2 separate regions of the Hordeum vulgare genome follow, and region 2 is linked to region 1. The links are chromatin contacts, called in public Hi-C maps. All regions are on one chromosome and are shown on one strand. The core of a region is the stretch at or near the end of the contact, and the rest is flanking DNA. Distances in the headings are between cores, read along the strand shown. Region 1 holds the start of LOC123442683 (receptor-like protein kinase FERONIA). Region 2 holds the start of LOC123439358 (1,4-dihydroxy-2-naphthoyl-CoA thioesterase 1-like).

Region 1 (4,734 bases), core at 1,203-3,702:
ATTTTCAATTGCAAAATGGGCAAAATAAAAAGATTGCATAAAATAAAAAAGGATACAAAGTTATTTTACAAAGATTGCAACTAGATAGATAGTTCGAAAATATAGATAGATAGTTCGGTGCAAGTAGATAGATAGTTCGAAAACATAAAAACTTTTAATCCCAGTCGCTCCAATCATCACCACCATCCAGCGCCTGGTGGAGCGTGTGGACGTCCTGGAAGTTCATCTGGCGGCGCGGTCTGCCTAGGCGCCACGCCGCCGCGTCAAACGCGCGGGCGGCCTCGTGCGCCGTGTCGTACGTGCCGAGGCTGAGCCGGAGATCGCCGGAGCGTATCTCGACGTAGAACCCGCCGTTGGGGCGCTGGCGGATGCCGCGGTAGCCCGACGCAAAACGTCGGCGCGGCGGCATAGTGGCGCGGCGGGGGCGGTGGCGCTGGGGCGGTGGCGGCGCGCGAGGTAGAGGAAGAGAGAGCGGTGGCGGCGCGCGAGGGAGAGGAAGAGAGAGCGGTGGCGGCGCGCGAGGGAGCGGTGGAGAGCGCTGCGTTTTATAGGCGCGCGGGAAGCGGCGCGGCAAAGATGACGCGCGAGCTGCCGCCTTTTCGCGCGCGCGCGCAAGCTGTTCCCACGCGCGCGTTTTTCCTGCCGCCGCTGGAGCGCGCTAAAATGTCCGTTTACCGCGCGCACGCCTTTTTGCGATGCTGTTGGAGATGCTCTAAATGCACACACACAGGGGAGATCGAGAGAGAGTAAGAGAGGAGCAGCACAAGCTCTGCCGTTGCTGCTTGCTGCTTCCCGCCGCCACTCACAGACTCGTCGTTCCTCGGTTCAAAGGGAGCCCACACCGACACCAAGAAATAAAGGGGGAGGAGATAGGTCCAGCCGCCGCCAAAGACGAAGAAGCAGATAGGGAGGGGAAAACAGAGCATGGGAGCTTCTCTCGCGAGGCTAAAACGACCGGAGTCCTGCTCGGACAAAAGTTTAAATTCCTCTGTCTCATAACGTAAGACATCCTACATTATTCGTCGAGTACTAAATTAAACTGTTAGCTACCCAGGAATGATCTAACATGCTACCTACGGTTACAAATTTAAATAAAAGGATTAAAAATAATTTAATCAAAAAACAGGATGTTGGAGTTGATTCCAGCCGATACCTAGGGTATCCGGGGTAGTAATTAGGTCGAAGGAGATGCAAGAGACCAATATTACGAGATTTAGGCACCCTCGCTCCGTAACACCACCACATGTTGCAACTAGGGCTGCAAACGAGTCGAATTTGAGCGAGCTCAAACTGAATGAAGCTCAAGGTCAAGCCGTAAACCATGACTCGTGCACAGCTTGTAACGATCTTGAGTCGATCTTGAGTTACTTTCGAGCTAAATGAGACCATAAAAAAATGTTCACTTCGGCTTACAATACACCAAATCACGTGTACCCTTTCCAAAAGTATTTTACACGTGAATAGTGTAACCATAAATTCTATCTTGAGAAAGAACCGCAGACATATTCAGATATCATTCAATGTGAAAATGAAAAAAGGCTTACTTCGATTGATTGTACAACCATCACGTCATTCTTCCAAGAGCTCATCTTGCAGCAGATGATGGTCTTCATGAAAGAAAGATAGGAAAATCAAGGAGCATATGCTTGGGAATTCTGGCCAAAAGCAACGAGACATTAACAAACACCCGACCATGTACCGTAATAAGGCCTAAATTTTCTCTATACTTAGTTAAACTTCCGTGTTTGCTAGTAGATAAAATGGAGAAAATCGTGAACAACATGTATGGTAATAAATTATTCTATTTCCATTTAATATATAACATAATGATCTTAAACCGAGCTATCGAGCTAACATCGAGCGAGCTAGTATTGCCTCAAGATTGGCTCGTTTCTCGACCGAACTGCACATAGTGTTCATACTCAACTCGTTTCTTTTCGAGGTGATCTCGAGTCGAGCCAAAAGACGAGTCGATCTCGAGCGACTCACGAGCCTCGAGCTTTTCTTGCAGCCCTAGTTGCAACAAATTATTTCACATCATCAAGAATGTCTTTGCTACAGTACAATTCCACACAGCTCCTGTCTCGGATCTGATTGGTCGGCCCAAAGGGTATTGTAGTCTTTTCTTCCCGCCAATAAGAGGGGCGACCTTTTTTCTTTAGGGTTTGCTGCCGACGATTAGGGGGAACAACTGCTGATGGTTACCCCTTCGTGTGCCACGTGTCGTGTTCTAGAGAACACTTAGATTTTTGTCTTTTTTCTACATGCATTTTCGTGTTTAATATGTTTTTTTTTGCTTGGTTTTCCAAGGTTTTGGTGAAAAAGATTTTTTTTTCCTTTTCTCAACAAGCAACACTTTTGGTTATTTTTTGAAAGAAAATATCATCAAAATTCATTAACATGAAATCTAGTTTCAAATATCAACTATGAAAATAATTCAAAATTTGGACGTAAAAGTGATGATTTCGACGACTAGGCCGTCAACCTCGTGTTGAGCGGCAAACCACACCCGCTTCAATGGGCCCGGCCCAATAAGCCAGCGGAGCGGGTGCTAATCGGCCTAGCCGGCCGGAGCACGACGCGGCTGTCTCCGGCAAAGACCAGGCGGTCGACGAGCCGCCGGAGACGGAGACGACATGAGTAGGTTAGGGTTGGGGGTGCGGGGGCCTCGCCTGCGTCGGAGAAGATGCGGTGGTGCGGGGTGTTTGAAGGGATGGCGGCGCCCTGCTGCCAACACCGGCCGCGGATGGCCGGAAGCGGCGGTTGGTGCCGGTGCCAGTGCCAGCGGGTTCGACGAGCGGGCGCGGATGGACGGCGATGGTCCAAGCAAGGGACAGATACCCCCACTGCCTCACACTCTCACTTGACCGCTTCAAAGGACGGATACAGAGTCCAGGTCCAGATGCGCCGCATCCCCTTCAATCCAAATCATGACGAAGCGGTGGTCAGCCTCGAGGTTTTTCGATCGACGACACAGTTGACTCGCACATTCCCTGCCTGTTCGACCGAGGTATGGAAGATTACTCTTGAATCCCATGTTTAATTAGTTCACAGTTACACCGTGTCCTGGTGTTTTCTACTCCCTCCGTTCCTAAATATAAGATCTTTTAGGGATTCCACTAGAGACCATATATGAATGTATATAGATATATAATTTAAAGTGTAGATTCATTTATTTTATTCCGTATGTAGTTCATAGTAAAATCTCTAAAAGGTTTTATATTTAGGAACGAAGGAAGTACTTAGGAAGCATGTCCACATGACAAGTCGACTGCGATTTGAAGTTGAATCGCAACCAAGCTGTTCCCTTGTGCCAATCTGGAACCTGGAAATTAACATGGCTCTACTCCTCCATCTGCTCTCATCAATGGCATGGTAGCACAAAACGATGTCCGGTCCTTATCCTGGTAGTAGCTTTCTTTTCTATTGACCGGCTGACTGGTCACAGATTGTTGCACTTGCTATATACTAATATAAATAACCCTATGCTATTGTGAAACTACAACTTTCCTGTGGACAATACATGCTAAGTTCAGTGTTTTATGATCCGGAGTAGAATAGCATGATTAGTCTGCACCATACTAATATCACTGAAATAACTAGTCCCCTACTTAAATCTTTCCTGCCTTTGTTTGAATAGTTCGGGATTTTCTAGTATGCCATGTTGTGGATGTGGCGAGTCTCTCTGGTATATGTTCGGAATTTAAATAACGTTATGAATGTCATACATTTATATCTTTATAATATAGATTTATTCCTTCCACTGGTGGTATGGACACGGAAAATCAGTGGACCATTCTTGTCGATGCCAAATGTATATTTTTTTGGAGTGAAAAATCAAAGACGGTGAGATATTTGTTTTGCTTTGAACATGAGACCTTTCAACATTTGTTCTGTGGCTATCCTTTGCCCTGAGCTGCTTGGTGTGCTGTTTATTTTGCGGTCAATATTACTCCCGGGGGTGGCATGTCACATATTTTCGTCCACTAAAGCACTCGGCGAGTGCATGCTGAATCTCTCATCACTTTTTCCCGCCAACAGCGCCGTAACTGCTGCTGCTTGGGCCTTCATCTCGCCCATGGCTTTGATTTCTCTTCCCACACGAACTCGGCCTTCCTGTTCAGGTAACCATGCATCCTGCTCCTCGTTCTTTTCGAGCTCCTTTATCTTGATCCGGTTGGATATGCTCTATGTATCCATTCCTGGGCTCGAATTTTTGAAGGGTTCTGATATCTATAGCTTCCGCCCCAAATTTGGCCAAGGGGTTCCCCTGAGTTTAGTTCTTTCATACACAATCACCATACTGTGTGTTTTGGAAAGACAACAATTCAGGTTTTCCTGCTTAGATTTTTTTTAGACTTTTAAAAAGTATGATCTCGAACCTAGCAAGAAGAATAGACCACTTTTTAAGGGAAACATCAAAATAAAAGGCAAGTTGTCCACCAATTTCTTTTCTAGATGTGGAATCATCATTCAGGACTGTTGCTCCACAGGTCAAAAAAACGGGTTATTACTCCATGTTTTTCCTCTTGGTGTGATTTTTTCGTCCACAAATGTATACTACTACGTCTGCAACTAAATATAAGACGTTTCTGCAGTTGAATTTGAACTCCAAAAACGTCTTATATTTACTTACGGAGGTAGTAATTTTTATTTGATTTCTTACTTAAATGTTCGGTTTGTACATGCTAGATCTACCCTTGTCAGATGTATATATTGACTACTTTTTTTAGT
Region 2 (4,734 bases), core at 1,591-4,090, 630 kb after region 1:
GGGAGGGAGAACGACGATGAAGGCGCCGTCATCGTCCGATCCGGTAGACCCAGATCTGCGGTTTCCCACGGAACATCTCGATCATGTTGATGCAACTTGCAACGATGATGCCTCGATAGGGAATGACATCATTCGCTCTGACCAAAGTCGGTGCGATTTTCACCGGAATTGGCGCCATCACGATCTCGTTGTTCACTGGATCCAAGCTCACCCTCGCCATGTAGACGCACGATGTCGTCGGAAAGCCGATTTGGGACCTCCGGCCGTCACGCCTTGGACCTATCACGCGTCGTTTTTTTTAGAAAAGGAGGTTAAACCCCCGGCCTCTGCATCAATCGATGCATGCAACCATCTTATTAATTATTCCACAAAGGTCTAACAAGAGTATACATCAATCCACCCAAAGCCACCACTCACACCTACAAACTCGATAATGTGGAGTGCTCTCACTCCACATATCTAAGACCGGTGTTGTTTCCAATCCATCCACATAACGTATCGGGAACAACAGTCGGTGCAGCATACCTAAAACGCACACCTGACGCACACGTTTTACCAGCCGCCATCATCCTCGAACCACTGACCCATCTTTAGGAAAGAGATCTGCATCATCTTTGCCAGTCCAATCATCCGTCGACGCCACCACGGCGCCCAACGGCGCCACCGCCCTGCGCTCATCCGTCCAGATGCGAAGACTCTGGGAGATCTGTCGTGCGTAGCACCTGTCGACCAGGCATGACTTGACAGCTCCACCGAAATTCTGTGCAAGACGAAGCCGCTCCTCCTGCCTCAGTCTGCCAGCGCTGCTCCACAAACGATACTCCCAAGAGAGAAACGGCACCGCATTACCGCCATCGTCCGATCTGGAAGACCAGATCCTAGGGTTTCCCCCGAATCAGTGCCCACCACCAGCAACCGTTCAGGACCCATACAGTGCCCACCACCACTCAGCCCTCAAGGCGACGCCTTCAGGAAGGTCACGACATCAAGGACGCGGACGCCGCCGTCGCCCACCAGAGTTAGGGTTTTCACCCGAGAGGCAAGGAAGGGGAGCAGAGGAGCAGATGTATACCGACGTCTCCAAAAAGAATAACGACGCCCTTGAGCGTCGTCGGCGGCGCGGCCGGCCTGGGCCAACCAAGGGGTTTCCCCCAATCCGAATCTCCTCCACCGGCTTCACCCGCAGGTAGGGCCCCAGCAACCACGCCAGCACCGCTAAGAATCTGCAGGAGAGAGGCCCACAGATCAGTACCTGGGGGCGCAGGTGGCGGTGCGAGTAGCGGTCGACGAAGGGGAACATCACACCTCCACAGCGACGCTTCCAAGAAAGATAGCGGCACCCGCGGGCGTCGCCGTCGCGGCTCCAATGAAGACCGGAGCAAGGATTTCTCCCGGAGCTGCGCTGGATATCCACCGCCACCAACCGCTGAGCATGGCCGCCACGCACCATCACGACCCCCAGCCAAGGCCACTGCACCGCGCGCCCTGGACGCTGCTCGTGCCCAGCCGACCAGCGCAGCCTCGCCCGGCTGCCGCTCCCTACCACCAGGGCTGAGTGCCCCGCCAGATCCAGGCCATGGAGTCCTGGATCCGCCATCCGCCGCCGCCGATTGGCGAGATCACACGGGATCCCGCAACCGCCGACGCGGGGCGCCACCGCTAGAGCCCCGCCGCCGCCATCCCCGGGGCGCGCGCGGCTTCGCCTGCGTCCCCTGCAGCAGCGGCGAAGCGGGAGGGGGGCGGAGATGGGGTCCGGTGCTCCTGATGTGGCGGAGGAAGCAGGTCGGGAGGTTGGGGAAGGCCACTAACGAATCTGCTGTCAACAGCCGGGAGCCAGGCAGGAGTGCATGGAGGCCTTCGTCCGACGACGGCAAGGGAAGGGACGGGCTGGGGAACGGCCGGCGGCTAGGGTTTCAGGAGCCGCCCGAGTCGCCTCGTCCGCTCCAAGGTATGAATCTCGATGGATGAGTGCCTCCAAGTGTTCGAGTCACAATGGTTGTTGAAGGTCCCTTTAGAGTCTTTGGTCCCTTATTATCATCAACGACCTCCTCAGCAGCTCTCTCCTTGGCCTTTTTCCTATCACGCGTCGTAGTTCGGCAAAAGCCGAAGCACGATGGATCTGGCCAGGACGCCACATCCACGGCCACCGCCGCCGTCCATCGCATATTGCAGGATTCCACTAAAGCAGGGACGGACCCAAGTACAGCCCCCCACTCAAAAATTTGAATTCCCCTTACATATGTGCATATTTTAAAAGAAAAGACTTCAAAGTCAATAAACTTATACAAAGTGTACCCCAGTCAAATGATGTGCCCCGAGTCAGAATGTTGTCTGTGTCCGCCCCTGCACCAAAGCACCTCGCCAGCCATGAATTCGCCGGCTGCCGCCGCACAGCCAGGACGCCGCTGCGACTGTCGCACGAGGCACCCCAGCCGCCTCATGGGGGATCCGGCGCAACCCTTCTGCCCTAACCATTCTGGCGTCGGGCGCCGCCATCACCGTGGCCAGTGCCGACTGCAGCGACGGCAGGGATCTGCCTCGTGGGAGGACCGGCGGTGTGGAAGAATTGGTCCCCCTAACGTCGCCCTGGGTGGCGGCGCGATCTTACATCCATGTCCAAGGAAATACACGTGAAAGTTTCGAGGAAACGAGGGCATCTTCTCCTAACCTACCCAGCATTCCACCAGCACTCACGCTGCAGGCTGACTGGTGGGTGGACCGTGTGCCTTGTGCTGATTTCAGAACGTGTCCTCCCCATGCTACTCAGCAGCCACCAATTTCACTGCGATGTAAAGAACCGTATGGTGATCATGATTAGGATCACCACTTGGCATATGGTGCCCACGTAGGCGCCCATCACGGCAGTGAAATTCGTGCAGCAGCTTCACCAGTAGTGCTATGGTAGTAGTAGGGTAGTACTGTAGTGGGCATGGTTGTTGGAGGTGATCGACCAACTACAAGAGAGAGAGAGAGAGAGAAAACGGGGCCGATGATTAGCCCTTTGAAGACTTTGAATGATCCAACCACTGCTTCAGAACCCCTACTACTCCTACTACTACCAGTAGTTATCACTAATTATTGCGCGGCTGGCTCTGCCTCTAGAGGCTCGCTGTCCGCCTAGTTTTTCTCTGTGAACAAGAAAGGGGAGGGGAATCGAGTAAGCGAGGGAGGCATGGCGGCGGCGAAGCCGGGTGGCATCGACACGGCGGAGCTGGACGCGGTGCTGCACGCGGTGGGCTTCGAGATGCAGGAGGTGTCGCCATCGCTGCTCTCCGGCCGGCTCCCGGTCACGGGGCGCTGCTGCCAGCCGTTCAAGGTGCTGCACGGCGGCGTGTCGGCGCTGGTGTCGGAGGGCCTGGCCAGCATGGGCGCGCACATGGCGTCCGGGTACAGCCGCGTCGCCGGCGTGCACCTCGCCATCAACCACTTCCGCAGCGCCGCCCTCGGCGACGTCGTCCTCGCGCGCGCCGTCCCCGTCCACCTCGGACGCTCCACCCAGGTCTGCGCCCCTCGTCCGTCGCCTTCCTGTTAATCGCCTCGCCATCAACCTTGCTCCACCTCGGACCGGACGTGGAACTGGATTTTGAGGGATTGACCAGAACCGATTGGGTTTGGATAGGTGTGGGAGGTGAAGCTGTGGAAGATGGACCCGTCGGAGGAGGGGAAGAAGGGCCCGCAGATCGCCGAGTCCAGGGTCACGCTGCTCTGCAACCTGCCCGTGCCGGACAACCTGCACCACGCCGGCGACGCCCTCAAGAAGTACGCCGCCGCAGCTGCATCAACAACCACCCCCACCAGCAAACTGTAGCTACTCGAAGTATCGTTATCATCTCGATGTGTACATTTACTAGTACATAATTCTCATTTCTTGTTTGGTCGCCTATCAAGCGATTAATAATAATTTAAGAACAGACAAACCCTATCAGTTACTCCTTTTCTTTTGACATTATCCTATCTTTCCTTTTGGACATTATCCTATCAGGTTCTCCCTCTGTACTTTAGTGATGTGATCGAAACGCTTTTATATTTCTTTACGGATGAAGTGCTTTTTCTTCTTCTTGTCATTATCATATCAGTTATTTATACTACGGTACTACCATATACTTCTTTCATTTTTAAATATAAGTTTTTTTAAATTTTTTACTATAACTATATGCGCATGTACATAAATGTATTTTAAAATATAAATTCATTCATTTTGCTTTATATGTAGACTGTAATAAAATTTTAAAAATATATATATATTTAAGAATGAAGGGAGTACTATCTATATACTCGCTCCATCCACGCGCCTTTATTACCTTAATGCATACTCTCTCCGCCACAACGTGTTATTCTGTTCTCTCAAGGTAGCAATCAAACAACCACCCAATATTCTTCTATGGGTTTAGGTCATCTGTCCATTTCACATTTCCCATCGTTACATAAATCTATTTGATTGATCAATAAGTTGGATCAGCTACAACATAGAAAGATTAACAACATGAAGGGAAAAAAATAAAGCAATGATAAATAGAAGTACTACAAGCGAGTATCGACTGCGCAACTAACAAATAAACCAACACTTCTCTCTCTGCATTTGCACGTAGTGTTTTTTGTTTTCTTGAAACAGGAACAAAGACTTTTCATTTTTATTAATTAAGAAAAAAATAGTTGTATCGTGCGGCAAGTGTGATAAGCTCTTCCAAACCAATTAACAAAAAGAAGGAAAGAGTTGTCCAAATAATTAGTGAA

What was found. Hi-C and Micro-C count contacts between places; a contact is called where the count stands out from the background.
Region 2: a Hi-C map of seedling shows a contact between it and region 1, with 1.7 times the contacts expected there. The contact joins the promoter of LOC123439358 here to the promoter of LOC123442683 in region 1.

Annotation. Positions count from the first base shown.
Region 1 is chr3H:22,818,766-22,823,499 of MorexV3_pseudomolecules_assembly, forward strand. It overlaps LOC123442683 (receptor-like protein kinase FERONIA), which reads left to right and starts at 2,453. Exons shown (of 5, transcript XM_045118793.1): 1 at 2,453-3,010; 2 at 3,228-4,124.
Region 2 is chr3H:23,447,954-23,452,687 of MorexV3_pseudomolecules_assembly, forward strand. It overlaps LOC123439358 (1,4-dihydroxy-2-naphthoyl-CoA thioesterase 1-like), which reads left to right and starts at 2,841. Exons shown (of 2, transcript XM_045116083.1): 1 at 2,841-3,499; 2 at 3,620-4,042. The coding sequence starts at 3,173. The coding sequence ends at 3,808.